Linked DNA regions of Mus musculus: all the other regions are linked to region 6. The links are chromatin contacts, called in public HiChIP or PLAC-seq and promoter capture Hi-C maps. All regions are on one chromosome and are shown on one strand. Each heading gives the region's core, a stretch centred on a gene start, on an enhancer-like site or on the middle of the called end of the contact. The rest is flanking DNA. Distances are from core to core; before and after follow the strand shown. Region 1 holds the start of Haspin (histone H3 associated protein kinase). Region 2 holds the start of Trpv1 (transient receptor potential cation channel, subfamily V, member 1). Region 3 overlaps Trpv3 (transient receptor potential cation channel, subfamily V, member 3). Region 4 holds the start of P2rx5 (purinergic receptor P2X, ligand-gated ion channel, 5). Region 5 overlaps Aspa (aspartoacylase). Region 6 holds the start of Ccdc92b (coiled-coil domain containing 92B). Region 7 holds the start of Ctns (cystinosis, nephropathic).

The links. Promoter capture Hi-C pulls out the DNA fragments that hold promoters and counts their contacts. HiChIP or PLAC-seq counts read pairs in DNA pulled down with a chosen protein or histone mark.
Region 1: a promoter capture Hi-C map of embryonic stem cells shows a contact between it and region 6, with 8 times the contacts expected there. The contact joins the promoter of Haspin here to the promoter of Ccdc92b in region 6. A contact is called at or near these places in 9 of 39 promoter capture datasets (the C10 cell line, cranial neural crest, embryonic stem cells and 4 more), 1 of 484 Hi-C or Micro-C datasets (embryonic stem cells), 2 of 115 datasets of contacts at active chromatin or transcription factors (both in embryonic stem cells) and 1 of 9 other capture datasets (embryonic stem cells).
Region 2: a contact with region 6 is called in a promoter capture Hi-C map of liver, with 5 times the contacts expected there. The contact joins the promoter of Trpv1 here to the promoter of Ccdc92b in region 6. A contact is called at or near these places in 9 of 39 promoter capture datasets (the 3T3-L1 cell line, cranial neural crest, embryonic stem cells and 5 more), 2 of 115 datasets of contacts at active chromatin or transcription factors (astrocytes and embryonic stem cells) and 1 of 9 other capture datasets (embryonic stem cells).
Region 3: a contact with region 6 is called in a promoter capture Hi-C map of hippocampal neurons, with 3 times the contacts expected there. The contact joins the enhancer-like site here to the promoter of Ccdc92b in region 6. A contact is called at or near these places in 8 of 39 promoter capture datasets (cranial neural crest, frontonasal cranial neural crest, hippocampal neurons and 4 more), 1 of 115 datasets of contacts at active chromatin or transcription factors (stem cell-derived neural progenitor cells) and 2 of 9 other capture datasets (embryonic stem cells and liver).
Region 4: an H3K27ac HiChIP or PLAC-seq map of embryonic stem cells shows a contact between it and region 6, with 15 times the contacts expected there. The contact joins the promoter of P2rx5 here to the promoter of Ccdc92b in region 6. A contact is called at or near these places in 8 of 39 promoter capture datasets (cranial neural crest, embryonic stem cells, frontonasal cranial neural crest and 5 more), 3 of 115 datasets of contacts at active chromatin or transcription factors (embryonic stem cells and stem cell-derived neural progenitor cells) and 1 of 9 other capture datasets (embryonic stem cells).
Region 5: an H3K27ac HiChIP or PLAC-seq map of embryonic stem cells shows a contact between it and region 6, with 4 times the contacts expected there. The contact joins the enhancer-like site here to the promoter of Ccdc92b in region 6. A contact is called at or near these places in 6 of 39 promoter capture datasets (the C10 cell line, cranial neural crest, frontonasal cranial neural crest and 2 more) and 4 of 115 datasets of contacts at active chromatin or transcription factors (all in embryonic stem cells).
Region 7: a contact with region 6 is called in an H3K4me3 HiChIP or PLAC-seq map of embryonic forebrain, with 13 times the contacts expected there. The contact joins the promoter of Ctns here to the promoter of Ccdc92b in region 6. A contact is called at or near these places in 14 of 39 promoter capture datasets (the 3T3-L1 cell line, the C10 cell line, the HPC-7 cell line and 10 more), 6 of 115 datasets of contacts at active chromatin or transcription factors (astrocytes, embryonic forebrain, embryonic stem cells and 2 more) and 1 of 9 other capture datasets (embryonic stem cells).

The regions. Positions count from the first base shown.
Region 1 is chr11:73,136,666-73,140,765 of GRCm38.p6, forward strand. Haspin (histone H3 associated protein kinase) reads right to left here and starts at 1,629. Exons shown (of 1, transcript NM_010353.2): 1 at 1-1,629. The coding sequence starts at 1,596. It overlaps Itgae (integrin alpha E, epithelial-associated), which reads left to right. Exons shown (of 31, transcript NM_008399.3): 27 at 1,790-1,846; 28 at 2,102-2,197; 29 at 4,002-4,097.
Region 2 is chr11:73,231,989-73,236,014 of GRCm38.p6, forward strand. It overlaps Trpv1 (transient receptor potential cation channel, subfamily V, member 1), which reads left to right and starts at 2,161. Exons shown (of 16, transcript NM_001001445.2): 1 at 2,161-2,379.
Region 3 is chr11:73,279,237-73,283,277 of GRCm38.p6, forward strand. It overlaps Trpv3 (transient receptor potential cation channel, subfamily V, member 3), which reads left to right. Exons shown (of 18, transcript NM_145099.3): 6 at 526-702; 7 at 2,438-2,578. Among named protein-coding and RNA genes, the nearest start is that of Trpv3, 14 kb to the left of the region's middle. Within about 2 kb of position 2,690, at least 152 of the 459 cell types and tissues checked have an H3K27ac peak or open chromatin away from gene starts, as enhancers often do. A contact at or near this core is called in hippocampal neurons and trophoblast stem cells, where this site is marked.
Region 4 is chr11:73,158,528-73,162,710 of GRCm38.p6, forward strand. P2rx5 (purinergic receptor P2X, ligand-gated ion channel, 5) reads left to right here and starts at 1,861. Exons shown (of 13, transcript NM_033321.4): 1 at 1,861-2,206. The coding sequence starts at 2,070. It overlaps Gm35001 (a long non-coding RNA gene), which reads right to left and starts at 1,683. Exons shown (of 3, transcript XR_388840.2): 1 at 1,585-1,683; 2 at 934-993; 3 at 1-279.
Region 5 is chr11:73,316,202-73,320,230 of GRCm38.p6, forward strand. It overlaps Aspa (aspartoacylase), which reads right to left. Exons shown (of 6, transcript NM_023113.5): 3 at 3,594-3,687. Among named protein-coding and RNA genes, the nearest start is that of Aspa, 6.4 kb to the right of the region's middle. Within about 2 kb of position 2,605, at least 25 of the 459 cell types and tissues checked have an H3K27ac peak or open chromatin away from gene starts, as enhancers often do. A contact at or near this core is called in embryonic stem cells, where this site is marked.
Region 6 is chr11:74,617,654-74,621,427 of GRCm38.p6, forward strand. Ccdc92b (coiled-coil domain containing 92B) reads left to right here and starts at 1,952. Exons shown (of 4, transcript NM_001013784.1): 1 at 1,952-2,193. The coding sequence starts at 2,109. It overlaps Gm50590 (a long non-coding RNA gene), which reads right to left and starts at 3,206. Exons shown (of 3, transcript XR_001780261.2): 1 at 2,876-3,206; 2 at 2,613-2,755.
Region 7 is chr11:73,197,668-73,201,698 of GRCm38.p6, forward strand. It overlaps Ctns (cystinosis, nephropathic), which reads right to left and starts at 1,352. Exons shown (of 11, transcript NM_031251.4): 1 at 1,251-1,352. It overlaps Shpk (sedoheptulokinase), which reads left to right and starts at 1,815. Exons shown (of 7, transcript NM_029031.3): 1 at 1,815-2,013. The coding sequence starts at 1,852.

The sequences.
Region 1 (4,100 bases), core at 379-2,878, 1.5 Mb before region 6:
GGCTTTCAGCAGCAAGGGAGGGTAAAGCCCTTGAACACAGTGTACTGAGTTCAGCCCAATAAAGCCTTCTGTGCGGTTGTAGGCCTCACTAGACAAGAGACTCAGCTCTTTGGAGATAATGATCTCCGGCAGGATTTCCTCAAAGGTTTTCTGGTGGGACCCATTGACTAAATCTAACCCTTCAATAGCAATGATTTTTAGGGCTACAGGTGCTTGGTCGTTAATTATCTGAAACACTTCTCCAAACACTCCTTCCCCAATCTTCTCACACCGTTCCAGTTTTTCCGTGGAAAGGCAATCACTAAAGGGGATGGGCCCTTCCTGATTACACTCCCCATAAACCTTTTCAGCATAAGATGGCCTTTGGTCTGTGACATGCAGGGTCTTTAAGGGACTTAGCAAATACACAGAAGAGCATCGAGAAGAAACAGTAAGGTGTGCTCTGTTCTTGATAGGAGGGGTCGAACATTCAGACAGGAGGGACCTGGAGGAAGAACTGGCAACAGAACTGCATACCTCTATCACACTGGTTATAATTTTCTTCTTGTGGAAACCGAAGGAGGCTCTGGTTTTGGTCCAAGAATCCCTCTGGCTAGTATTCAAGTTCCATAAGGAGACTGACGCTTTCCTTTTCTTCTTAGATTGGTGGTAGTGGCGGGGAGGGGTTCCCGTTGCTTCTTGCTGTTTCCTCTTCCGGAGTGGCCCAGTTCTCTTAGGCCTGCTGATTTCCCCTGGTACACGAAGGTCTTTGCAAGCACTGGACTCCTCATAGTCTCTCTGGTCGACTCCTTGGGACACAACCTTTTTACACGCGGCCTTTCTCTTTCCCGGGCTTGTCAGATCAGGGTCCGTTAGTCTGTTTCCCATCTGCTGTCTTCTTTCACAACACGATTCCTTCACATTCTCCCCATCTGTCCCAAACTTGTTCTCTTCTGTGGCCCCTGAGTTCACAAGGCTAAAGAGAGATGACCTGAAGCTGGCTTCGGCTCGGAGGGCCCTCCCGGTGTACCTGTCACCGGTTGCTGCCACCTGGGGGCAGGGCACAGACGGTTCACTTAGGGAGGCTGCCGGCAAGTGGAAGCTCCCGGGGACTGCAGAGTCAGCATACAAAGGGTCGGGGGCTCCGGGCGAGGCCGGAGAGCTGAAGAGGGAGGCACTGGTGCCCAGCTCGTTGCTGTCCCTGGACTGGATGCACACACTGTGGTCCGACCCGAGGCAGCCCGGGCTGCAGTTGGGGAAAGGTGGCGGTCGCAGCCGGCTGCACGGGGTGCTGCACTTCTGCGGGAGCCGAGGTCGCAGCCTTTGGACTCTTGGAGTGTTTGTCAGGGTCCGCTGGTTCCGGGAGCCGCTGCCCCGAGGACGCCTCCGCCGCTGGCCCACGAGGCTGCCGGGGAAGTCGGGGTCGTCCGGGTCGTCGGAAGCGACAGCCGGCGACTCGTTACTGTCGCTGAGGCTGCTGCTGAAGGCGCGCTTCAGGTTCGGCGGCTGGAACCATTGCTCAGCCAGCCCGCCAGGCTGCCGCTGCGACCCCCGGACGCCCCTCGCCGCGTACGTTCGAAAGAGCCGGGTACCCGACCGCGGGTGAGCCTGTGCCATAGCGAGCGCCCGCCCGGCGTTTCAAACAGAAACACCGCGAGACTGCGGCGAGCGCGCGAGCGCCCGTCGGCCCGCTGGGTCCTAGCGCCGGCCCTCGGCTGCGCAGCCTGCCTGACCTCCCGGAAGCCGGCAGGGGGCAGATGCCTAGCGGGACTTGGAGCTCAGGGTGGCTCAGCAAAGGCTCTCTTTTCAGGACCACACTGAGTGCACCCAGAGTCAAGAGCCTGCGTGTGGAAGCGATCCTGTGCAGGTGAGCGAAGTCGTCTCAAGAGCCCGAGAGAGGGATGTGGAGAGCCTCTTGAGAGGGTGACTGCTTCTGCAGTGTTCTTTCTGAGACTTTCAGCCTCTCTGGTCCTGTTTGCCAGGATAACTGACACTTGGCTTGGGCGAAGGGGACTTGCTCAAATGTCTGCTCTGGGACCTTGGATGCCCTATCTTAGATATTCAGATTTTCAATCCTAAAACACGAAAAGGGAGTAAGCAGACTCACCTTTTGCTTTTGCAGCATGTAAAAGAATGGCATTCAGTGGTCTGTGCTATCACATCTAATAAAGAAAATGTAACCGTGGCCGCAGAGATCTCCGTGGGCCACACTAAGCAGGTACTTGAGACTGAGAGACTGCAGATTGGGTCGTCCAATCCTAGAGGACCTATCCTCTAAGAAAGGATAATAGCATCTGAAAGGTGCCGTTCAAAATAGATCATTTGATTGGCCTGTCTCAAACAGCTCTTAGCAAGTTACTTAGTAGGGATTTTAATCTTTTTCCATACTAAGACATGTTGGAATGACCTGTGATTACCTCTTTGTTTCATCCCCAAGTGTATCCCAGCAGCAAACCCTGCCATCCCACCTTCAGAATACATATGAAATCACTTCTCTCTGTCTCTATTGATGTGGCTGTAATTTAGGTCACCGTCTCTGGCCTGTTGCATAACCTTGGACATGCCCTCTTTGTCTTGGCTTCCCCCCTAACCAGTACAAATAGTTCTTCAAGAGCTGGAGGGCCAGGCGTGGTGGCACACACCTTTAATCCCAGCACTCAGGAGGCAGAGGCAGGCGGATTTCTGAGTTCAAGGCCAGCCTGGTCTTCAAAGTGAGTTCCAGGATAGCCAGGGCTATTACAGAGAAACCCTGTCTCGAAAAAAACCAAAAAAAAAAAAAAAAAAAAGAGCTGGAGAGGTGGCTCAGCAGTTCAGAGCATGCGCTCTTACAGAGGATATGTTGCTTCGGCTCCTAGCACTCAAGTTGGGCAGCTCACAACTACTTGGGACTCCAGCTGTTGGAGGATCTAACTTCCTCTCTTGGTCTCCATGCATATGTGCACATACATGCACACTTATTTTTTCTAAATTGTATACAAGAAGTACGCTGTAGCTATCTTCAGACACACCAGAAGAAGGCATCGGATCCCATTACAGATGGTTGTGAGCCACCATGTGGTTGCTGGGAATTGAACTCAGGACCACTGGAAGTGCAGTCAGTGTTCTTATTTGCTGAGACCTCTCTCCAGCCGCGCGCCCCCCCCCTCCCCGTGCACAATATTTTTTAAAACACGAAATAATTCATTTAGCATTAGGATCCTCCTTTAAAACTTTGGACCAAAGCCGGACATGGTGGCGCATGTCTTTAATCCCAGCACTCGAGAGGCAGAGGCAGGCGGATTTCTGAGTTCGAGGCCAGCCTGGTCTACAAAGTGAGTGCCAGGACAGCCAGGGCTATACAGAGAAACCCTGTCTCGAAAAAAAAAAAAAAAAAAAAAAAAAAACTTTGGACCAGAAACTCCAAATGAACAGAAGCAGTGGACTTTAGAGTTGGATACATTTAGCTTAAAACCCATACTTCTTTCTTGGTGTGCAAAGAATTACATGATCTGGTCTGTATTTAATCCTTCACCCTTTCTCTCCTGTCTCTTTCTTATGTGTTGTTTCTATTTTTTAACTTGCTAATGTTATTGTAGCCAGTGGGCCTTTGTAATGTAGTTACTTCGTATAACATTACTCAAATGTTATTTTCTCTAGAGAGGCCTTACTATGAGGTGGGAACAAATGGTCAAGTTTACCATTGTGTGGAGAGTCCGATGAGAGCAGTGTGGTCTCCTGACCTAGGAGTGGGGCTGAAGGAGAAGGGGTGTGTGAGGCAGGATGTTTTAGGGCTGTCTGGAACTGACTGTGGATGGAGGTTGTGGCATGAGGTCATGTGTAATTGAAGTTGGGGGATGGGGGAGTGGCTACAGACTTGTTGCTTGGATAGCTGGGTGGGTGCTGCAATCACTTATGAAGGCTAAGGGAATATTGGAGAAGGGGTTATTAGAAGGGAAAGATGGTTGGAACTCTCTAGAAACCGTGAGCTCAAGTCTAAGCCATGTTTCATGTTCCCCCACACCCCAACTTTCCCCACCTTATAGTTACTAAGAGATGTATCTGAACTGCCGATCCTTGGTGAAATATCTTTCAACAAATCTCTCTATGAGGGGCTGAATGCAGAGAACCACAGGACGAAGGTA
Region 2 (4,026 bases), core at 911-3,410, 1.4 Mb before region 6:
GAAAAGCCTCTCCACCCCGTGATGATAGAAGATGGGTCCCAGTAGGAAAAGAAACACTCTGTGGGCTACAGACACAGAGCTGAAGGCCGGAGCATCTTTCAGCAGTGTAGACCACCAGGAGGCTGGGGGAAGGACCAGGATGACTGGTGATCAGGAAGTAGGGATGGAGGGGCACTTCTGACCTCCCAGCTGAGAGAGAGGGACTGGCTGGCAGACAGAAGGAGGGATGGGTGGGAGGCCTAGAAATTGAGGGCAGACAGGTCGGAGACGGAGAGGATGACGACAAGAGATCGTATCTGACTAGAGGACCAGAAGAAGGAGAGTCCTTTTACAGTCAGGGGACAGCCAGTCATGGATGCTTAATTCAGACAGAACAGAGGTGGCACTGAGACCAGCTGAGAGAAGGATTTGCTGTCCCTAGGTACAGGTTCAGGGAGGTAGAGATGGACCTCAGAGAGATACAAGGTCTGGGGGGTTGTTTAAGAAAGACAGTTCAGTTTGGGAGGTGAAAAAGCTCTGGAGAGTTGGTGATAGCAGATGCCAATAATGTGAACGAACTGAAGGCCACCCAACTGTGCATTTGAAGTGTTTAGGATAATGAAGTTTAGACTCCCTATGTCTTACCACAATCTAAAAAAAACAAGAACAAGCCCTTGGTATCCTAGGAACTGCAGCTAAAATGGAGCAGTGTGGTGAGGAATGGTTGCTAAGCCTGGCTCTCATGCCCAGACTAGTCATGTGATCTGAAAGTCATGTGATCTGAATAACTGTCTAACACCTCCGAGTCACAGGTTTCTCTTCAGCCACTTGAGTATGACAGTCTTTGCTCCCCCTTGCTCAGGGTTGTTACTGGGCCTAGAGGTGGGTGTGGAGAAGCTCTTTGGTACCCCTTCTGCAGGGTGGCTGGGAGTTACTGTGCTCTGATGACTCCACTCTGGTCCCAGCTTTGTACTACTCCAGGAGGAGCTGCAGTGGCTGGTCTGAGCTCCATCCAGGCTGTGTCTGAACCATGACTTGTTAAAGAAATAAAAAGGAAAGAAAAGGACATGGCCACTCCTAGGTATGGTGGAGGAGAACGTTTATTGTAGATAAAGGGCAAGCATAGCCAGAGGCAGACATGTCTGGGAGAGTCCAGAGTGGTTGTGTCCCTGAGCCATGTGGGGAGGTGGGGTGGGGGCTCGCAGAGAGGGAGGGAGAGAGGAGAGAGGGGAACCAGATGCAGCAGCCAGGAGGCCAAAGGTACAAAAGGGGTAGGGAACCACAATGTATAGATTATATAGGGAAGAGCCTCTGGCAGAAGGGCAGCCCAGCCTCTGGGCTGGAGAGTTCAGGATAGAGGGTAGGGTATGCCAGCCATACCCTGAAACAGGTAGGGATTGAGGGGTGCTGGGAGAACCTAGAGGTCAGGTCCACTTTGACATGTTAAATAGGCATCTCAGCCATTTGTCCAGGGTAATATAATTGAAACGTAATATAATTTGAAATGTAATACAATTCAGATCCCCCTGGCTTCCTAGTGGCAGTTGCTTGGGTGGATGGATTTTGCAGAATGTTTGTGGGTGCAGCCTTGCACGTACTCCCTGAAAGCTGGTGGACTTTCCTAGGCAGGATCTGGGAAGGAGTGGACTTGTTCTAATCACACACTGTGTGTGATGTGTGATGTATGAACCTGCTTCTTGGTAGTTAGGACGGCATTGGAGGAGGTGAGAAATTAGCACACATCATTTTGTGTGTGTGTGTGTTCTGTTGTTCACTAAGGAACCCCAGTCCAGTAAGATTGGGTCCTGGAAGACCTAGAGACCCCCAAGCTTAATCTCTACCCTGGGTTTGAGTACACAGGAACCCAGAGGCCCAAAGGAGGCAGGGCCTCCAGACGAGACAGGTGGCTCAGAGGTCCCAGTCATTTCCCTTTGAAAACACGGCAGCTTCAGGACACTGGGTTTTGCATCTCTGGCTGTGAGAGTCCTTTAAAGGAGCTACTTCCCAGACATATAGAAAAGATGGTTTGGAAAATCAAGGCTCCAAGAGCTAAGGCATGGCTTAGGCTGGACTGGGCTGCAGGCAGCTAAGTGCACCTCGGCCCTGGCATGACTGGGGGTGGGGCATTGGCTGTGGTTTCTGAAAAAGGGCAAAAATGATGGGAAAAGCTTTGGGATCCTCTGGGAATCGGAGCCGTGGCAACAGCAGCTGCTGCCATTGCTGCAAATGTTTCCTTGAGTGCCAGAGTATGCCCAGAGCCCATCCCTGCCGTACACCAGGGGAGGGGCGAGGACCCTCACAGAGGCAGGGAGGCCACTCTTACCACACAGCAGCCTGGCTCTCCCACAAAGAACAGCTCCAAGGCACTTGCTCCATTTGGAGTGTGCCTGCACCTAGCTGGTAAGTCCTTCTCATGGGCTGATGGCTCGCCACTGTCCAGCTGTGTGTGGTTCTGCGGGGCTCTGAGGGCCTCGGTGATCCCATCTGAAAACTGGGTTAGTACAGTGGCTGCCTTGGACTTCTGGGAGGCTGAAGCAACAGTACTGCACACTTAACTTGGCTGACTGTAGGCAGTGGGTCCCTGAGAGAGGTGGTGGTTAGTTGGTTTATGTTGGTTCCTGCAGGAGGATTGAGAGACTGCAGATGCCGTAGAGCCCAGAGGTTTGTGCCTATCTGGAGGCCTTCCGTGGGCTGGCTTCTTTGTGCAGAGGTGCAGGGCTGGGCGGGGCAGCCTGGGTTCTTGTCCTGGTTCCTCTGTGTTTTTAGCAGTGTCCTTCTGTTCTTCATTTCCCAGTGTAGAAAACCCACTCAGTTCTCTGTCTTTCCTGAGTTGATGCTTGGGTCTGGTAGAAATGGGTGTGATGTGGGTGACTATGTTCCCCCAGTTTCTCAAAAATCATAGGCAGCCGGAGGGAGATGCTCTCAAGGTCTTAATTGGAGTGATGTTCTGGGTACTGAGGCAGATGGGAGAAGCACCCTCAGTATATCGCTATGGCCTGGAGAGAAAGGAGGGATACCTTCCCCTACAAAGCCAGATTGAATACCACCCATTGACAAAGAAAGGCAGACCCGGGGTTAATGTGGGTCTCTGTAGGCAGGTTTTTCAAGACAGCTCTTCAATGCATCTGAGTTCACAGCCTTGGCATAAACCAGAGCTTCCACCTCCATCAGAAAACCAACAGGTGTTTGCCTAAAACAGGGCCTAATTCCCCGATCCCTGTAACACGGTGACAGGGATATCATACGGGGTTCATTCATGGTACACTTCAGGCATAGCTATGACAGACTGTCTTGCCCCTGTCTTTTCCCCTTAAATGTGCACCCCCCACTCCTGTGTGCTGCCCAGCAATCGTCTCACCAGTAAACTGGGAGAAGCTTGGTTTTCAGTGGGGGGCTGGAAGTAGAATGTGAGCTGCTTCCTGCTTCCTGCTTCCTGCTTCCTGGTTTGGTTTGATTAGGGTCAGCCCAAGGAAGAGGTAAAGACCCAACCATCAGGATTCCTTTACTCTTGGATTTGCAGGCAGCTTATCCACAGGGCAACCATGGACATCGGAGAGAGTGAGGCATAGGATGTGTACATTACCTGCACTTTGCTTGGGGTTTGGGGCATCTAAGGATGCTTGCTAGCTTCATCAGGAGGCTTCTTTAGATTTGGAGCTATGTCTGCTTCCAGGAGTAGGAGGGCCTGGTCTGATCAGTCCCTAGGCCTTACTGTGGAGTTTAGGACCATGTTTAACATGTGAACAGTAGCCCCGAGCCTTCCAGAGAGATGACAGAGTGCTAGAGATGCTTTCAATCAAATCCTGGTTTCCTCCTGATCACTGTGTGCCATCTGGGAAATGACACAACCTCTCTGGGCTTCAGCTTCTCTATCAGCAAAAGATTTACCTTTTAGAGATGTGAGAATTAAGTGAATTTTGTCAAATGTTTGTGTTATACACAGCATGTGCCCAAACATGCTGGCCAATCTTATTCTTATTTGCCTCCTGTGCCTACCGTTTACTTATTTTAATTGATTTTTATTGTGCTTGGAATGGGAGCCAGGGC
Region 3 (4,041 bases), core at 1,440-3,939, 1.3 Mb before region 6:
GCAGTAAGAGGGCGTGGTCTGGCTACTGTGTGGAGTAAATCTGGAGAGGGTTGTTGTTCTAAAGTGTTGGGACTCTGAAGCAGGCCTGGGGACTGGGGGAGGGGGGTGTTCCTCGGGCATTGACGGGAATTAAAGGCTTTGGGAGTCCATAGCTGTTGGGGGATCAAGGGGAGAAGAAGGTTGACGGGGAGGTGCCGAGATGCACTTTTAGACCACGAGGAGGGATATGATGGGGCACCAACATGGGCAGCTCGGCTTCAGGTGACATTGTCTTTCTGCCAGATGGTAGCGAGCCTTGAATAGCAAGCCAGGAAGGGAGCTGGAGGAGGACTGGGGAGAGGAAAAAAAGAGGATCTGGTAGCACAGGGTTGGGAGCCCCCAGTGCAGGGTAGCGGGCATGCTTCCAAGGTGTGAGGCTGCAGCTTCCACTGTTCCGTCCGTCCTTCCTGCCCCGCCTTTATCCTTGACTGTCTGCAGACTTCCGTCTGTCCTTCCTCCCCCGCCTTTATCCTTGACTGTCTGTAGACTTCCTCATGCACAAGCTGACAGCCTCAGACACCGGGAAGACCTGCCTGATGAAGGCTTTGCTCAACATCAATCCCAACACCAAAGAGATCGTGCGGATTCTGCTTGCCTTCGCTGAGGAGAACGACATCCTGGACAGGTTCATCAACGCTGAGTACACGGAAGAGGCCTATGAAGGTACCTGAAGGCAGAGGCAACCTAAGGGCAAGGGGAAGAGGTTGGGATTTCCCAAGGTGGGTGTGGCTACAGATACAGCCCATCTTGCCTCACAGAGGCACTTTGGCTATGGAGAAGTCAAATATGTAGCAGGCACCCATCTTAGCCTTTCTTTTCCCTGTAAATAATGCTGAGCGTGGGTGAACAAGTCAGGAAACCTTGATGCTTGTAAAAAGACGACTTTATATGGAATGTGCCAGGAACAGAAGTAAAGATGATGTAATGTGACAGAAAGTGACTGGGGTGAGCAACTGTACAGTGGTGGGCTTGACCAAAGCTTACCTGATGGGAAGGATTCAGAGCAGGGTCAGGGTCAGAGCCCCAAGATGGGCCAGGGCTTGTTGGATTTGACACTAGGAAGATGGCACGGCCTGGGGGTGTTATTCAATTGAGGAGAGCTTCCCTAGCATGTGCAAGACACTGTTAGATTCTCAAGAACCACAAAGCAAAGAAGCGAACAAAGAAGGAAGCAGAAGCCTGGAGATGAGGCTGGAGAGCTGGGTAGGGGGCCAGCAAAGCCAGCAGTCAGCCCTGCAGTCATGAATGATAGAAGCGGTCCCATTTCAGTCTGGTTTTGTGGAGCCAGGGAATATAATTTAATACCTTGTTTCCCTGACCAGGAAACACACTATGAACTGTTAACGGGCTATGCCCTGAGTCTCTGGAGTCAGTACACAGCTTGTCACAGTTACTAGGAGTGATTAGCTCATGATCAGCTGTCTTGCTGACATGCCAGGAGGTGTAAACACCTCAACTTTTCTGGGTGGGGGAGGGGCTCAGATAGGGGTCTTTAACCCTCCTCATGGGTAAAGCAATCTTGATTTATTATTTGAACTCTACATACTTTCACAAGGGAAAGTCATGGCACTATGGAGGAGGGGCGGGAACCCCGGGGAGGAATTGCTGTGATTGATGGCTGAACGAAAAGAGTGAAAGTGAGCCACATCCTGTTCTCAGTCTGTCACTTGAGAGCAGACACCAGTCCTGCGGAGGTTCAGACAAGTGTCTGAGGCTTACTTGTCCTGCCTCCCCCCACCCCTTCTGTGCTTTTCTTTCTTTTTGTTTATAGTTCAGGATCCTATGGCACAAGATCCCTTCAATTTTGGGGTGGCGGTCCTGGGAAGTGCTTGGACCATGGAGCTATATCCCCACCTCTTCTTAAAAACATTTGAGCTACAGTCTCACTAAGTTATTCAGGTTGGCCTTGAACTCACTTCACAGCCCAGATAGTCTTGATCTTCCTGCCCCTGTCTGCTGAATAACTGGGCCAATAGACCTGCCTAGTGAAATCCTTTTGAGGGCAAGTTTGGAGTTTGTTGCTCATGGTCGATTTCCCCCATGGAGAGGTTGAACACATTTTTGATAGAGTTAATGTACTAACCTTATTTGTCCCTGTAGTAAGGCTTTTCTGTCCTGGCCACACATCCTCCTTTTCAGCCTTCCCTAGCCTCTTTACCAAGCCCTTGCTGTTGCTTTTGCAGCAGGTCATGGGTACCCCTGCTCTGGTTTTCTCTGTTGCGGGGTGCAGCTCATTCCTGCTTTCCCAGAATTCAACTGGTATCAACAGGGTATCCCCATACATGGTATCTACACCCTTAGTATTTTCAGTCAGCTACTGCCACCTGGAGTCAAGGGGACTCCAAGATCAGCTTTAGGTTGTCCTAGGTCCTTGAGCACCCATGCCGGCTATTTACAGGGCAGACAGCGCTGAACATCGCCATCGAGCGGCGCCAGGGAGACATCACAGCAGTGCTTATAGCAGCGGGTGCTGACGTCAATGCTCACGCCAAGGGGGTCTTCTTCAACCCCAAATACCAGCATGAAGGCTTCTATTTTGGTAGGTGATGCCGCAGGAGCGGAAGATGGGGGAGAGAGGAGGAGGAGGGGCTTTCTGTCCTGTGCTCTGCTGCGACCAGCCCTACCACACAGGGGTGCTACAACACAGAGTCTCCTCCGTGCGCGCATGTGCATTACGACTGGGTTGGTGCTGAGTCAGGTGGAGGAGCCTGCCTGACAGTACTACCTGGTAGCAGTAGGGCTCACACCTGCAGAGAGAATAAAGACGTGTGTGTGTGTGTGTGTGTGTGTGTGTGTGTGTGTGTGTGTGTGTGACATCTGGACAGACTGGCAGAGTGAAGGGGGAGAATCCCTGACAGCGCAGCAATCCAAACCCAGTTTTGTTGTGTGTGTTAGAAAGATGTCCTTACAGGGGGAGCTTCTGTGTAAGCCTGAGGTTCCAGAACCTCCAGAACTTTGTGGTCAAACAAAAGGACAGACTCTGTAATGTCCTTCCTTCAAACCTGGTTTATTTACTGTTTCATTTCTCTCTCTCTCTCTCTCTCTCTCTCTCTCTCTCTCTGTGTGTGTGTGTGTGTGTGTGCGCGTGTGCATGTATGTGTGTATGTGTTCATGTACATGTATGTGTGTATGTTTTGGTGGGAGGTTAGAATTGGCACAAACATCTTTCCCCCTCTTCTGACAATGTTTACATTGCCTTTACAAATTCTTTGGGTTAAAAAAAAATGTGTACTTTAGGTATAGTGAAATCCACCCATTTTAGTGTACAGTTTTGTTACTTTTATGCCACCACCATCCCAGTCAGGATGGGTGGTTGGAAGCCCCACTGGGCCTGACTGTCACTGCTCTGTGTCTCTCTGTCTCTCTTGTGTATGTACGGTTTATACGTGAGGTGTATGTGAATGTGGGCACAGAGGACAGAGGGGACACTGGTGTTCCCTGCATTACTTTTCATCCTTTTCCCTTGAGTCAAAATGTGGTGGAACTAGGTGGGTGGCCAGTAAGCCCCAGAGACTTTGTCTCTGCACCTGTGCCAACCATGCCCAGCTCTCTACATGGGTGCTGGGGATTTGAACCCAGCTCCTCATGCTTGCACAGCAAGCAGTCTTACCCACTGAGCCATCTTCCCCACCTTTGGGTTTTTAGTCAGCAGGACCAGATGAGTCTGGGAATCTTTGAGGACAGCTTCTTGCTCGGTCAGTCATGTGTCCTCATTGCCCAGCCTAGGACCTAATTAAAGCCAGAGTTGGGAAACATTTGCTGGGTGGAATAAAGAGAGGGCACAGGTGGGAGTAAAAAGAGGGAGAAGAACCCAGAGTTTTGTCTGGGTGGGTGGAAGGGTTTATAAATCTAAATAGGGCATTGAGAGTGAGTCACCAAGAAGGTGGGATCTGAGCGAAGACTGGGAATGGTCAGCGCGGAGCAGCTGCAGGAAGCATAGCAGTGTATGCAAAGGCCCAGAGCTTAGAGAATGTCTCTTGTTGGAGTAAGGAGGCCATTGTG
Region 4 (4,183 bases), core at 611-3,110, 1.5 Mb before region 6:
CTTTACGGGCAAGTATTCCTCAGAGTATTCCTCAGAGATTAGACGTAACTGGAGGTTCTTACCAGCTCTCCAGCTGCAAACATCCACCTTCCCACTTCACCTCCTTATGCTGGAGCAGAACTTCGGGTGATGGGCATCTTCAAGGGTGTGAGATTGCTCCATTCCCCTTCAGCTATTAGAGAGCCACAGGAGGGGAAGACTGGGGTGGAGGCTGGCAGAAAATAGGACGCCTTCAGCTTCCAGGGTTGTGACTGGGACCTGATGGCAGGTCCTAATATGCTTAAAAGAAAGCAAGCCTGTTTAGTTAAATGGTAAATACACAGAACTAGCAAGTAGCAAGCATGTTGCTGGGCCCAGGACATAGGATTATCCAAAGCAAGGCTTCCAACCTCTTGGTCTTCTGGTCTTGTCTGGGGGTACAGTATGCAAGTTAAATGAAGTCATCTCAGGTACTTAAAGTGCTCTGCAGATAGCCTGGCAGAGTGAAGCACGCCTTTGATCCCAGCACTTGGGAGGTAAAAGCAGGCGGATTTCTGAGTTCTAGGACAGCCTGCTCTATAGAGCGAGTTCCAGGACAGCCAAGGTTACACAGAGAAACCCCATATTAAAAAAAAAAAAGTGCTGGGCAGAGGTGATTGGAGTGGGGGTAGGATGTATGAAAATAAGCCTTTTTGAGGAACTGGTTAGGTTGAGTTTGAAAAGTTATAACAACACATTGTTTCCAAATGACACTTTAGGAACAGAATGCAGAACTCTATGCCCTTTCCTAGAATGAATGGGAAATCCAAGGGCAAAGCCCAGGAATTTGCCTTTATTTAAAATAAACAAACCAAACCAAACAAACAGCCAAACAAACCAAAACAGTCATTCCTTCGTGTTGCAAAACTGGGGACCTGTTTCCTGAAACTTCTATTTTTTTGTAGAAGATTATACCTGGAGGACTTAAGCGTTTCTTCCAACTTCTGGAGTCTGTCGTTTCAGAGAGTGAACTTCCTATTGGGCAAGAGGGCCAGGGTCGGGAGCAGAGGTGGTGTGATGCAGAAAGTTAGTGTGCATGGCTCCTCACCCCGCAGTCCCTGGCACATGGACTCTCACCACACCCAACCCCTCAGTACAAACACAGCCGATCACCACACAGCCCCTCACCACATATAGCCCATCAGTATACATATATAGAGCCCTGTAACTGCTCACCACACAGCCTCTCACTGCGTATAGACGACCCGACCCATACCACAGGAATGGGATCCTACATCCTCTCTCATCCTACAGTTCCTCACCACAGACAACCTACGGCAGCCCATAACAAGTTCCAAAGCGCAGCTCCAGGTATCTCTTCTCCCTCCTATGTTGGATCAGACCCAGACGATGGCATTGGGCTCCTTTTCTTTGGGAACTATTCATACTCTAGACATATGTTAGGATCCCACGCCTTGGTGCCCTAGCCTAGCTCTCCCTACCCCGCAGTACCTGACTAGGACCTCTGATCCCTGACCCTAGAAATTTGTAGGGTTTAAATCCGCAGCCATAGAAGCGGTGGAAAAGCCCCTTGATTACAGCACACACAGGCAGCCAGGGACCTACCTATACATCTGCCTGACAGCATGAGTAGCGAGGCCAGGACAACAGGGAAAACAGTCATTACTGTCTATCCCTCCTCCTTTACTTCCTGCACTGTGGGTCCCTTCCGGATTCTGCCTCTATTTCCCCACGGGGTTCCTTTCGAGCGAGTCCCGTGGGAGGAGGTAGGGGCGGGCGAGACGCCTTGGAAAGCACCTTCCCCTTCTTCCTCGCCTCCGCACACAGCCAGTGGCTGGAGGCACAGCCCGGTGGTGTCACCGTGTCAGCGGAGGCGGCCTCATCCCAGGCTGGGCGCTCGCCGCAGTCAGGCTCTCCGCGGCAGCAGGATCCTCCTGGCCGCGCTGTGCTCGCGCCCGGGTCTGCGCGTCTGCTCTCCAGCTCATGCCCTTTGGAGCCGCGCGCCCCGGGACTGCGGCAGCGCACACAGAGTGCTCGGTTGGCTGCCGGGCAGCGGGAGGCGGCGGCGGTGGCCAAAGTGAGCTGGAGGCATGGGCCAGGCGGCCTGGAAGGGGTTCGTGTTGTCTCTGTTCGACTACAAGACAGCAAAGTTCGTGGTCGCCAAGAGCAAGAAGGTGGGGCTGCTCTACCGGGTGCTGCAGCTCACCATCCTGTTGTACTTACTCATGTGAGTTCTTGGGCACTTTTTTGAAACAAGGGTACATGGGGCAGGGAAGGTGTAGACACAGGGGCCTTGGGGGAGTCAGCCTTAAAGCCCGTGGATGTAAGGATGGGAAAGTAAAAAGGGGACACTGACTTGTTAAACGTGGGCGGCGGCAACTGGATACCTTGGTTGGAAGCTGTCTGTAGGAGCTCCTTCTCCCAGTACTGGAGCTTCCAGTGTTACAGCCATGACCAGGAGGCAGGGATGCCAGGACACTGGGCTTCAGCTGCCCCCCAGAGGCCTCCCTGTGTCCAGCTTGACAGCTGGCCCAGGCACCCAGCAGGTTATTTATAAGCATTGAGCATTACTGGCTTACTCTTGGTTGGGCCAACTCATGGGATTGGCATGTTCTGGAACTCAGGGTTAGCTCACGGGAATCAGGGGGGCAGCCATTCCAGCGTCCAGATGCTCTACTGTTTTCCCTTATTGCCATCTCATCTAGCAGGCTATAAGCCTACCAGCCCACGGGCAGTTTGATGGGGATTTAACAGCTTGGTCAGAGGTCTCCCTTGCTCCTAGGAAGAAAAGAGGGCACAGGTGAAAAGAGGAAGGCAGCCACGGTGGACAGCTGCGATTCACTTTCCTTTCCTCATTAAATGATGTGCAATTATGCTCCTGGGTGGGGGTGGGGGGCAGTCCTGGCCTAGCCTTGCTGCTTTCTAATGGCTTCTCCTGCCCCTCTCCCAGGCAGGGTTTCTCTGTGCAGCCCTGGTTATCCTGGAACTGGTCAGTAGAGCAGGCTGACCTCAAACTCAGATATCCTCCTTCCTTTACCTCTGGAGTGCTGTGATAATGGCACAGAGTGTGGGTAATGGCTGTGTTCTTAGTGTTTCCTGAATTTTAGCTCCAAGGCACTTGGCAGTATCCTACCTCAGGGCCTTTGGACTGCTGTTCCTTGGCCACCCAGTTTTCCTTCAACATCCTTCCTTATCCAGATTTGATTTCTCCCTCTCTCTCCCTCCCTGGCACTTCCATAAGTCATTTTGATTGGTTGTTTGCTCAATGTCTATTTCTGACTCCCTGAAGTCTGGGGATGCCATGAGGTGATGTCACACTGTGATGTCATTTCACTTGGCAATCTGTATGAAATGAGTAGACGAATGCTGAATGTTTGCTTCTTGTTTTGCACTAGAGCAGCATTTCTCTGCTAAAATGGAAGGTGTGCTCAAGAACCACAACTTTCGAGCCACGAGTGGTGGCAAACACTTTTAATCCCAGCACTCAAGAGGCAGAGGTGAAAGCCGGGCAGTGGTGGCACACGCCTTTAATCCCAGCACTTGGGAGGCAGAGGCAGGCAGATTTCTGAGTTTGAGGCCAGCCTGGTCTACAGAGTGAGTTCCATGACAGCCAGGGCTATACAGAGAAACCCTGTCTCGAAAAACCAAACAACAAACAAACAAACAAAAAACAAAAAACAAAAACAAAAAAAAAAAGGCAGAGGTGGGCGGATCTCTCTGACAGTTCAGCAACAGCATGATTTACAAAGCCAAGTTCCAGAACAGACAAGGTTCTTACACAGAGAGACTGTCTTGAAAACCACCATCACCACCACCACCAACGACAAAACAAAACAAAAAACCCACACCGTTTTCAGAGTTCCTTGTAAATGGGACAGTTTAGGATCCAGGCTCTCCATCTCTGCCCCAGAAATGAGGAAATGGTTGACACCTTCGTGACTCCCTGCGAGAGCCAGCATGCCATCATTCATGGCATGACAGGGCACTGGCTTCTTCCTCCTTTGACCCCTTTGACTGCTTTCCCCAGCTTCACCAAGAATGGTTAAGCTGGATGATAGCTAACTACGAGTTAGTAATTTGTGTGCATGGAGCTTTTGCTCTGTGCTAGCCTCCCTGTGACACAGATCACCTCATTTTCAAAGTCTTATCTTTTTAGGGGCCAGAGTGAAGTTGTGAAGTCTGGATGGTTAGGAGTGCTTGCTGG
Region 5 (4,029 bases), core at 1,355-3,854, 1.3 Mb before region 6:
TGATGGATTTACAGGTATGAGTCAGCATGCTTGGTGTGCTGGATTTTCCCCCCAATAATTGATTCACTTTACATCCTAATTGCAGCCCCTCATACACACAAACAGACCTTTCTTTACAAAGGTCTTGGTAAGGGATTTTTCTATGCATAAGTTTGTACAACTATGCAAAATATGTTTCTGTATATGTCTGTGTATTGTAGAAGTTGTCTATTCACCTGAAATCCATCTTTCTTTATTCTAACAGAACCAGAATTTTGGTTGGGTACCACAGTTCAAGGTAAATGTACTTTGTTTTCAGGTCAAGGGTTTAAGTGTAAAGTCACCTGTAGTCATCCCAGCACTCTAGTGAGTGATGGGCACAAAATACAGGAAGTGCCAGGGAAACCTGAGATTTTATTTAATGAAGTATTGTTATATGATGTTTAGAACTACAGTATCTTGTGACCACAGTAAGGACACATTCAAGATTGTAGAATAACAACAACAACAAAAGATAATGGTACCTCATGATATTGACTGTTCTAATTTATATTATTATTGAATTGCTATTTAAAGAATCAAGAATTATTTTTTACATTTTCATTTGATTATGCTAGTTGACAACTGTCCCTCTCCCCCAAATTCCTCTTGGTTAAACCTCTGAGAGACAACAAAATAGGGTGCTGTAATAAACTTTTAATTATAATGTTCAGGTTGTCTGTAGGCCAATGTATTCTACATAGCCTTGAGGGGAGATGAAATAGATTTTGGTCATGGAGCCAATCCCAGAACACTGCAGGGGTACAGGTGACATGCTGCAGAAGCAACTCATGTGTAGAACCAGTGCCATGGTGGAGCTGTATGGAAATCAAGGGCCACAGAGTGGTAGGGTAGACACTTCATGCAGAAGAATTAGTTACTGAAGTTTGTTCTCCTAAGTTGAGAATGTTTTTCAAACTAAAGACTCACTTTCACATAAGATCGCTTACCACTGCTGAATAATCAAATCCATAGGATAACACCATGACACACTCAGGATGGGAAGGAAGACACAATGATTAAACAAGTGCTGAATCTGAAATGAGATGATGCCTAGAGTCTAAGAAGGTTGTGCCTAGTTACTCATAGTGTTGGGCGTGGAGTATGAATGAATATGTTAGCATTTGATCATGAGGCTGGCTACAGCAAACTACAAACCAATCTTTGGGATTAAGTTTACCTGGAATGATTCTGTTAGGCTTGAGGTAGCTTGGCATTAGAATCGCCCCTATACTGTTAGTACCAGTTAAAATAAATTTGTAAGAGGCAGCAGCCTTTGTGACTGTAAAATGTTTTATCAAAAGCTCTTTTTCTGGTCTTCAATTTTTAAAAATTCATTATGTAATAAATATACTCCAAATAAATAATCAAAATCAGAAGAACACACTAGCATTTCTAAATTATAATTCCTCAGGTTAAAATGTTTTAAAATTTAGCTCTATTTTCAAGGACCAACGTATTAGCAGATACTTGTTCTAACTCAGAAAAAAAGCACTGACCATAAATACCATAAACTAAGATGGATCCATCAGACTTCAGAAGCCTTAGGCTTTTATTCAGTGTCAGAGGAAAGCTTGCTGTCTGTTGTTCCTATGTAATTATTCATGCAGTGCTGACATCTGACTGACAGCCCTCATGCATGTGATGCAGGTGTTTTTCTACTGAGCTGCACCCACAGCCTTATACTCTATCATTTAGGCTCTGGTTAACTTTTAATTTGGTCTATCTGCCTGTCTGTCTGTTTATCTGTTAGTTGGTCTATCTATTTTGAAGTATTAGAATACTAGACAAGAACTCTATTACTGAGCTACAGCCTTAGGTCAAAGCTTTGGTTTATTTAAACTATGTTAGGATATTGGATATTTAGCCAATATTATGTACATTTTGGATATAGTTCTCTAATTATAATAATAAATTAATTACTTTAACCATGTAACAAAATCACTATTTGAATAGTCAGAGCTTTTCTTTTTTAAAAAATTTCATTTGCTGCCACACCCACTCCAGTAGTGACTGCGTGACAGGCCCAAAAGCTTGGATGCAGTCCTGAGGCAAAAAAGTTCATGGAAACTTAGTCTCCTGGAACCATGGTATCCTGTAAAACAAATGCTCCAAATCTGTCCTTGCTTTAGTCGGTGAACGGATCTGTGTGCTTTCCTTCAATATTGTTTTATTCTAAGTGTCTTTAAGGATTGATTTTGACATATAACTAAATTAGATTAGCCTTCACCAGTGTTCCAATATCCTAGGAAATTGTTGAGCCAACCTTGGGCTTTGATCTTTGTAAGAATGTTACTCATTCAGATGAAAATGCCTCCAGTGTTGATAGACAGTGTTAGAAATCAGGCATTACATTCTACAAGAATAGAGCTAGTAATCTCAGGGCTAGTCTACATAGTATACTTAGAACAATAGCAGAGTTACTCCCACACACACAGGAATTTACAATGACCTAGGAAGAAGGAAGGTTGTGGTCTAAGAAGGAACTAGAGTAAATACTTAGAACAATAGATATCTGAGTCACTCCCATACACAGGAATTTACAGTGGCCTAGGGGGAAGGTGGACTATACAAAAGACTAGAACTGGAACTATGGCAAGGGCATGAAGCCATTGCCCCTGGCGTCTATTAGCTGACCTTAGGTGGGGCTGCTTTTGATTCCAGTAGTTAACATTGATTTTTATTCCAGTTGGGAGCTGTTAGTTTTTATGTATGCATTCCTCTGTTTTGTCGTAAAAGTCATTTTGCAACAGATAACTTCAATGTACCTTGGGAGACCTTAATGTATCACTTAACTTCCTTGTTGCCTTCTGTAATATAAGTCTGATGCTCGCTTTGAGAAATTACATTCAGATCAACACTCCCTTGTGTTTGAGTCTTGTTTGTCACTTTTTGCCAACTCCCTGCCCACCTGTACAGGGATCTTGATTCTCCCTCGGATTGAGGGGCCGACTGAGTCCAGTCCGCAGCAATTTGCTTATATTATTTGTCACCTATCTTTCAAATTACTTTGTTAAAACATCTGAGGTCTAACAAAATAGATTCAAGTTGTAGTAGCAGTGTTATTTACAGCATACTTTGTAGATAACTAGTTATACTAATAGATCTCCCAGGAAACAGAATGGCGTTACCCCTTCTTTAGCAGTTTGCCACTATGGAGTAATTATCTGGTTAAAGTTCCATCTTTTCATTAGACACTGAGCTCTTGGAGATTGTGTGTCAGGACCTAGCACAGTATTGTTTTGTAACAGACATACAAATACCTGTGGAATATACAAATTCTTGCAATAAAAATGGGGATGAGTCTGACAGGCATTCATAGAAGGTTTTACTCCATGTGAGTTTTGGGAATGAGAACACCAGACTCATTTCAAAGCTTGAGTGTTACTGCAAAGGAAGCAAGAGTAAATACAGAGATCTGCTCAGAGAAACTCAGGAAATTAAGTACAGCTAGGGCTTGCCTACAGCGAATCTGCTTATCAGATAGTTCTAAGATGAATGACATGTGAGGTATGTTCTTTATGTGTCAGTTAGGCTCTATTTCTTTACCTGTGCCAGCAGGAAGTGTGACTTACCAACAGGATACTTGGCAATGGAACGAGTGGTTGCATATTTGAGTGAAGGATGCTCAATGAGATAAACAGAGCAGGGTAATGGAGCCATGCAAGTCTGAAGAAAATTGAAAACATCTTTCTTAGTGTGCAAAGAATGTTTTGTTCTTTTGGCTGCTACAGAGTCCATAATAGTCCCTTCAATATGCTCTACTTCATAATCAGAATTGGCTAGACAGTCTTATGAAACGTTCTCTAAAGCCCGATGTTATACTTTTGAAACCATACAAACGAATTACATATAAAATCAAATTATATTAGCTTCTGGGCAAACTGTCCACAAAACAGTACTCCAGGATGAAAACCAAAAATAGGAAACAAATATTTCTTCTGAACATATTTGGCTACTTTTGCTTTCATCTTTGTTTACACTTAACTGTTTATCAGAATATTGGTCTTA
Region 6 (3,774 bases), core at 702-3,201:
AGAGTTTCAGATTCTTTCATACCATGTCTTTTGGAGACGGAAAACATTTTTTAAAGTTCTGATACCTCATACAATTGAGTGCATTAGTTAGTTTATCATAATCTGTATCCCCACAGGAGACCCTCACAGCTTAGGAATGCTGTCCTGTAAGGGCAGGAAGGAATTGAGAACAGGACCCACTGGCCTTCCCAACCAGAAATTACTTACGCATGCTGAAAACCAGCCTAGAGCAGAGCTACAAACTACAGATCATGTGAGGTTCGAACAAAACACAAGCACCTATTAAATACAAAGTGCCAGTCAAAACAGCTAAGACTTTCAATTCTGCCATGAGAAGCTAAAGTTTTTATTCATTGACACCCAAGTCCACTTAAGCCTAAGAGATTTACAAGAGAGCTGAGTGTGGTGGTGTATGCATGTAATGCCAGCACTCAGGAGGCTAAAACAGGAGGATCTGGAGCTTAAGGTCAGCCCAGGCTACAAAATGAGTTCAAGGCCAGTTAGGACTAAGTGACACCTTATTTAAAAGAAGAAGAGGAAGAGGAAGGAAGAAGAGAAAATAATCTTGAGATGGTAATGCACACCCTTATACTCAGAACTCAGGAAACAGGCATGAGGATCTCTGTGAATTCAAGGCCAGCCTGGTCTATGAAGCAATAGAGTTCCAGGCCAGCAAGAGCTACACACATAGTTTTTTTTTTGTTTGTTTGTTTTTTTTGGTTTTTCGAGACAGGGTTTCTCTGTATAGCCCTGGCTGTCCTGGAACTCACTCTGTAGACCAGGCTGGCCTTGAACTCAGAAATCCGCCTGCCTCTGCCTCCCGAGTGCTGGGATTAAAGGCGTGCGCCACCACGCCCGGCTAGCTACACACATAGTAACGCCTTGTTTAAAAGCAAAATTAAGGCCTTGTAGAAATTTGGCTCAACAAGAAAGTAAATATTTGGCTTGTAATGGAGTGAGGTATTCCAGACCAAACTTTAGGTCTGAGTCCTTAAAGACCACCTCTCCCTTCAGCATGATAAGGTAGGATTGGAAATGTGTTGCCTTTGGGAACTCCGAGCCTCCTGAACCCCTGTCATCAACCATCATGTGTACAGGTGTCTAGTGAGCCCCCACACTATAGTGAGCACTGTACAGGTATTAACTCATTTAATTCTCACAACAACCCAATGGTGCACTCCATACACCACCATCTCTCCAGAGAAGAGAAAGATGCTGATGGTGCCAGAACTCTAAGATGAGCAGAGTAACTCTAGAAATCTGTTTACAGAAGAAAGGAAAAGGAGGAGGAGGAGAAGAAGGAAGAGGAGGAGGAGAAGGAGGAGGAGGAGGAGGAGGAGGAGGAGGAGGAGGAGGAGGAGGAGGAGGAGGAGGAGGAGGAGGAAGAGACCCGGCTCAACACCAATAGTGCCTTATGCGCCTTATACTTTTTACGGACTTTGGAATTTATAAAAGATCTTTTCTTGATTCTGGGTACCATCATATAAGAGGTGAGGTGATTCACCCAAGGTCACAAAACTAGTGAGACATCTGGCACAGCTTTGCTGCTGCCTCTACCAGGAACACATTTTCAGACTATCCAGCAGCTCTCGAATACCCCAGCTCGTGGGTACCCCAGCAGGCAGCGGGCGCTGCCTCACTTAGAGAGGCGGAGCGGATCCTGGCCTGTGGGCCTGGGCGCTGTCCGCGGTGCTGATCGGTCGCCGCGTCCCTGCTCGCCTAGTCGTCTGTGGTGTCTCGGGCTCCCTCCTCAGCTCCCAGCCAGGGCCGGATCCGAGGATTCTGCTGCTCGCGGGGTGCGAAGGCCCGGATCCTGGGGCTCCCCGAGGTCCCAGGGTTCCCCTCCCCCGCCCCAGCCTCCCCTCCCCCCGCCCCGCCCACGGCCCCTCCCCGAGCGCCCCAGGTCCCTCCCTTCCCCCTTATCTCTCCCACCCCCCGCCCCCTCCAGCTCGTTCGCCAGTTCCGGTCACGTTGCTGGGTGTTTACGCCCGAAGCCTGCCCTAGGCCCCCCACCTCTGCGCCCCGGAGCCCCCCAGAGCCCTGGAGTCCGCACCCCACAGCCTCGCAGCAGTTGATGGCGCCGCAGCCGGGCCGCGCTCTGCGGATCCATGAGCGCAGCTAGCGCGGGAGAAGAGCTCTTCCAGAGACCCAGCGAGGCCCGGGCCGGGCCCGGCGGCTCTCTCGGGTCCGCAGGTGAGCAGGCCGGCGGTGGGTGTAGAGGGTGGGCGCTGGCTGGGTGATCAGGGTGATGAAGAGAGCCCCTGAGCTCCGGCTCCGCCTGGAGGGCTGCGCGGGGTCTGGCACCGCAGCGCGCGAGAGGCGGGCAGGACGCGGGCTGCTGGCAGAAGTTGTCCTCCGCCGCCAGACCCGAGCCCTTCCCGGCATTGGCAGGGGGTCCAAAGCAGTCCAGACCACCACTCGCACCGTTCTGCCTGCTCTTCGTATCCTGGCTGGTTCCTCTCTTCCCTATACCCTGTGGTATCCATAACCCTCAACCCTGCCCCCCACCCTGCAGACCCCCTAGTTCTGGGTGTCAAATTCGAGGCATAAACTACAGAGCATCAAGATTGAAAGGTGGGTCAAGTTTTTCCCGACACCCCACTCCCATGTACCTGAATCCTCAGCAATGCTGAGGTTGGGGTTGTGGGATCTTCAGTGGAGCGGGGAGCCAGAGTTGAGGGGTGTCTGGGAGGAGGGACTCTGTAGTGCGGAGGATCACAGGTCCTTAGAGAATGTCTCTGCTACCAGCCCCCACCTTGCAGACAGAGTCCCAGACACTTGTCAAAGGCCAGATCTTGGTTCCAGACTCGTCCTCAGGAGAGCCAAGGACTTAGAGGGGGTGGCAGAGTAATTATTTTTTAATACGTGTACTCACTTGCCCTGGTGATTCCCAGTAAGACTCAATTCATTCTCTCGGCTTCACTCTTGGCTGTGTGGTTTGTTTCTTGCAAGGAATTCCCAGAGTCCAAACTGCCCGCAAGAAGGCTCTAAAATGCAAAGGAGAAGTCAGATTTCAGGAGACAGAAACTGGGTGGAGTGTAGGAAGCTAGGGCATGGCTGTACAGGGAGAGAGTTTATCTGGAGAGCAAGAGGTAGAATCCAAAAAACAACAACAAAAAAGAGGTTTAGCCAGCAGATGTAAAGTGTGGCTGCCTTCTGAGGAGCTATGTGTTACAGGGTGAGTGCCTCAAAGTGTCTCCTAGGTGTCAGCACAGTTGTGCATGTCCGGCAAAGGGCTTTACCTCTCTGGGGTCCTGTTTCTTCATCTCTGGAGTGGATGTACTAGTAGGACCATCAGTGTACAGATGAGTTAGTGTGTATGGAGCTGAGGACGGTACTGAGAGTTAGTGTGTGCTAGCATTTGTGCCTGGGTCTTCAGGCCTGGACCTAGGAAGGCTTCTGAGATCTGTGCTCCTCTTGCCATGGGCTTCTGAGTCAGATGATGAAGAGGAATAATGACTAAGAAAAATAAAGAACATATAGATTCGTTTATCCACTCATCCATAACTCAGCCTCTCCCAGCTCATAGATCTACTTTGGCTTTAGGAAACAACAAAAAAATTAGCATTTACCTAGAAACAAGGAGCCAAGGAGATATGCATTCTTAAAGAACATCAAGAATGGTATAGAGATATTCGTTGACCGGACAGATGTTTTTGGCTCCAAAGAGGAAAAGAAGCAGTCAGAGTGAAATTGAAACTGGGACAAGACATCAGTCAAGGCATAAGACGGGGCACATGGAAACTCCGTGGGATACGAGAGCAGGAGGCTCCC
Region 7 (4,031 bases), core at 102-2,601, 1.4 Mb before region 6:
ATTAAGGTGGAGGTCCACCATGACTGCATAGCCCATGGGTTCGGCATAAGTGGAACTTCTCATCCTCTGACCTTGTCTGGGGAATTCGAAGCCCCAACACAGGCCTCTACCTGATGACTGTCACATAGCCTTAGCAAGATTCCTTCCTAAGGATCAATTCCCTTCCTTTTCATAAGAACCTGTTCGGTGAGCACCTGAGATTCCCGAAATGCTTCCCCATGCTAATGGGGCATTTCAGTACCTCAAGCCCTCAGCCAATGACCTTTGACTATCCTGGATGTTCCTACCTTCAGTCCCCCAAACTTTATAAGCTCGTCTTGGAGTGGTCATTCACCATACCCACTCACAGGGCTTCCAAAACCATGCCCACCACTCTTTGTCTCTGCTCCCACTGCCCCCTGTCCCCCGTGGACCTAATTGGCCATAATCCATGAGAGTGGGGAGACCCACATTCCTCAAGGGATAGTACAGATTGGACAAGGAATATGTTCCCTGGAGATGAACTATCTAGGTCCCAGGTTTCCCATTTACTTGTATGATTCTGGAATACTTATTAACCTATGTTTCTTAATGGGGAAACAGGGACAGTGGTAGTTACACCACAGGATTATAGTGAGATGAAATACAAGGCATACATTCTCAAAGGGGCTAAAATAGGCTCTGGAGGTCTGAAAAAATAGCTGTAATAATTGCTTATCTCTCTCCCAAACGTCATAATAAAAAAAAATAGAGCTTACCAGCTGTATTAAAAGTTTGAGGTGGATTGGTAAGATAACAAAAAGTTGAGAAACAATGAGGTAATGTTATTACTATTACCACCCAGGGCTCCCAGCAAGCTCTCACAGAGCATAGATTGTTATTTTCCTCAATATTATTGAAAAAGGCAAGATCCAGGTACCCTCTCATTCTCTGGGAGAATCAACACGAGCTCCTGGAATGGTCCTAGCAGAATTTACCCCCAACCCCAAGTTACCTACCTGCACATTCCTAAGCCAGATTCAGGCGGCGCCACATACTGAATAGTGCCACCAACACCAGCTGTCAGTCGGTGTCCGTGCTTTTGCTCACCAACACCCTGGCCCTAAAACCTAGAGATGTGCGGGCCTGGGTTGGGGCCAGAAGCTAGAAACCCAGGCGCTGCCCCTCTGGTAGCGTAGGTTGCCCCTCTGAGGTGCGGGGCTAATGTCTGTTGGGGTGGGTGGTGTCATACCAGAAAAGGGGGTAGCTGTCCCGGTCGCGATGGTTCTCACCTGACAGCTTCCCAGGCTTGGTGGACAGACCTCACCAAAAGCAACAATCTCGCACCAGAAACCGCTTAGGAGTGTAAGGACTCTCTGAGCTCCGCCGACTTTGTGTGAAAGAGGGGCCAGCTGTCACCTGACCTGAACCACCTGACTTGAAGCCGCGAGCCCTGTGCAAGGAGCTCTGGAAGTTGTAGTTTTCACGAATACAGGAGGATAACGCTTGGTAGGGGTGAGGGAAGGGTGGAAGGGCGGAAGAGCATAGGCACCTTGGCAGGGACAGGGGCTCGGATGTGAGGGGCGATCTAGTCTCTTGTAGGGGAAGCAGGGTTCTCGAAGTCTCTGTTGTCTCCTTGAAGCCCTGTGCTCCCTGGTGAAGACCCTGGGACCCCAGGCACTGTCCCGGAACCTCTGACCAATAGATCCCGCCTTCTGTCGTCTCTCCACCTATCACCGGAGGCCGCTGTGGGGAGCGCGTGGTGTTTGCTTTCCTCGACCAATAGAAGTGGTTAAAAGATTGACAAGGAAGCTCCGCCCCCTTACTGCCCTCCAGAGTGAAGTGTTCCCCGGCGTGCGGTTCAAGCCACCGAGCTGTGCTGTCACCACTGCCATGGCTTCGCGACCTGTCACTCTCGGTATCGACTTGGGCACCACGTCCGTGAAGGCCGCCCTATTGGAGGCTGCACCCAGCCTCCCATCCGGGTTCGTGGTGCTGGCGAGCTGCGCCCGGGCTGCGAGGGCAGAGACTGAGAGCGCGGTGGCCGGGCCCCAGGTGAGGCAGAGCCCTGGAGCTGCCGCCCCGGGACGACCCTGGGGGCATCTCGGGCAACACCTTCCCGCGAAGAAGTACCCGTGATTGCCCAGTCTGTCGGACCTCCAAGGCCTGCTGCCCTTTCCTCTAGGGCTTCAAAGCCTGCTGCAGCTCAAGCTAAGCCGTTAGATTTTGCCCAGGGAGCTTTCCCACCTGCTGGCACCGATCTTCCCGCTCTCCGGCTTTTCTGGGGCCCCTGACCATGGCGCTGGATCCCTCTACTATCCGCCCATCACTTTTTGTACTTTGCGCCGAGAGGACTTGCTTTCAAAGTGATAACCACAGGCCTGACTATCACGCTCGCCACTCATGACCCTGTGCCCTCTAGTTCAGGCATCATTTCCGACCCCACCCCCTAGGCAGGTTGTGCTCTGGAAATGAGACGTAGCGTTAGGCTTACCTCATGCCTTTGAAGTTCAAGTAAACTGATAATTTCACTTGGTTACTCAAAGAATTCCAGCCCCTGCTGAGCATCTCTGGAGGAAAGTTGTCAGAGCAGGTGGGGAGACACTGAGATAAGCTGATGAACATTTTAGAAAAGAATCAGACTGATGATTATACGCTGCAACCACTGGCTTTTGAAAACTAGAAGATAGAAAAGTACATCTCCAGGGGTCCACAGGATGGCTCAGCAGTAATAGCAATTGCTGAGTGAGCCTGGTCACCTGAATTCTACCTTCAGAACCTACCATGGAAGGAAAGAACTGACTTTTGAAAAGCTGCCCCCTGACTGCCACATGTGCCCCATGACGGGCACACATGTTTGTGTGCACACACACATACATGTATACACATATATACACACACTATATAAATATATACACATACATATTCACACATATATACACACACATATATACTATGTATGTTCACACACATACAGTATATATACACACACACATACATTCATATATATACATATACATACACACACACACACACACACATATATATATATACACACACACACACACTACACACACACACACACACACATATATATATATATATATATATACACACACACACACACACTACACACACACACACACACACACACACACACACACAAACATACCTTTAAAACAAATGCAATGAATTAAAGACAGTGGACTCTGTTGGAAGATGATGTAAGTAGGATCAGAATGGCCTCAGATTCCATTCCTATTTGTTTCCTGAAAGGGTCAGTTTATAGTCAGTGAATTCACAGATATGAATGTCAAGGTGAGAGTGTAACCTCTCACTTTTTTCTTGGCCTCAACTTGTTCTCTGATCTGAACTAGGTGGCCACTAAGGCTTCCTCCAGCCAGAAACTTGGACTGAGTGCAGTACCTCACATTTGAGCTTCATGTCTCAAATGCTCTTGCCAAGGGTCTGTATTCGGTTCTTTGGGGGTTCAGAGTCCAATTTGTGGGATCACTTCTAATTTTCCCAGAGGCCTTCACATTTAATTTGGTTGGGGCCTCAGGGCATCTTAGAATGACTATTTGACTTCATGAATTACGACATGGAGAAGTTGGCTCTGATCCTGGGGAAGTGAGGAGCTGGGCCAAGGATTATAGTACAGTGGGTTCAGGCATTGCCCTTTTCTTGTGAAATTGATCTCTCTCCACCCCCACCCCCTGCCTCTCTCTGTTAGGAGATAGGGTCTTGCTGGCCTCAAACTTGGATCTTCCTCACTTAGCTGAGATTACATTTGTGTTCCACCCCATGCAGCCAGAATACAAGGTTTTGGAGGGAGACAGACTCTCTTGGTTGCTCGTCTCTGGCTCAGGCTCCTCAGCTGTAGGGTGCAGGGGTGGGTGGCTTTGAGTGAATTGCTGAGCACTCTTTTCAAGTCTGAAGTTCTAAGGGCTTGATCTGGGTATGGACCTACTGATGTTTTCAACTAAGAAAGAGCAGCAACAATGGTTTTCCTGTTACAGTATGGGTGTGCCCATTGTCCCAGGGCTGTCCCTGCTCCAGCTCAACCCTAAAAT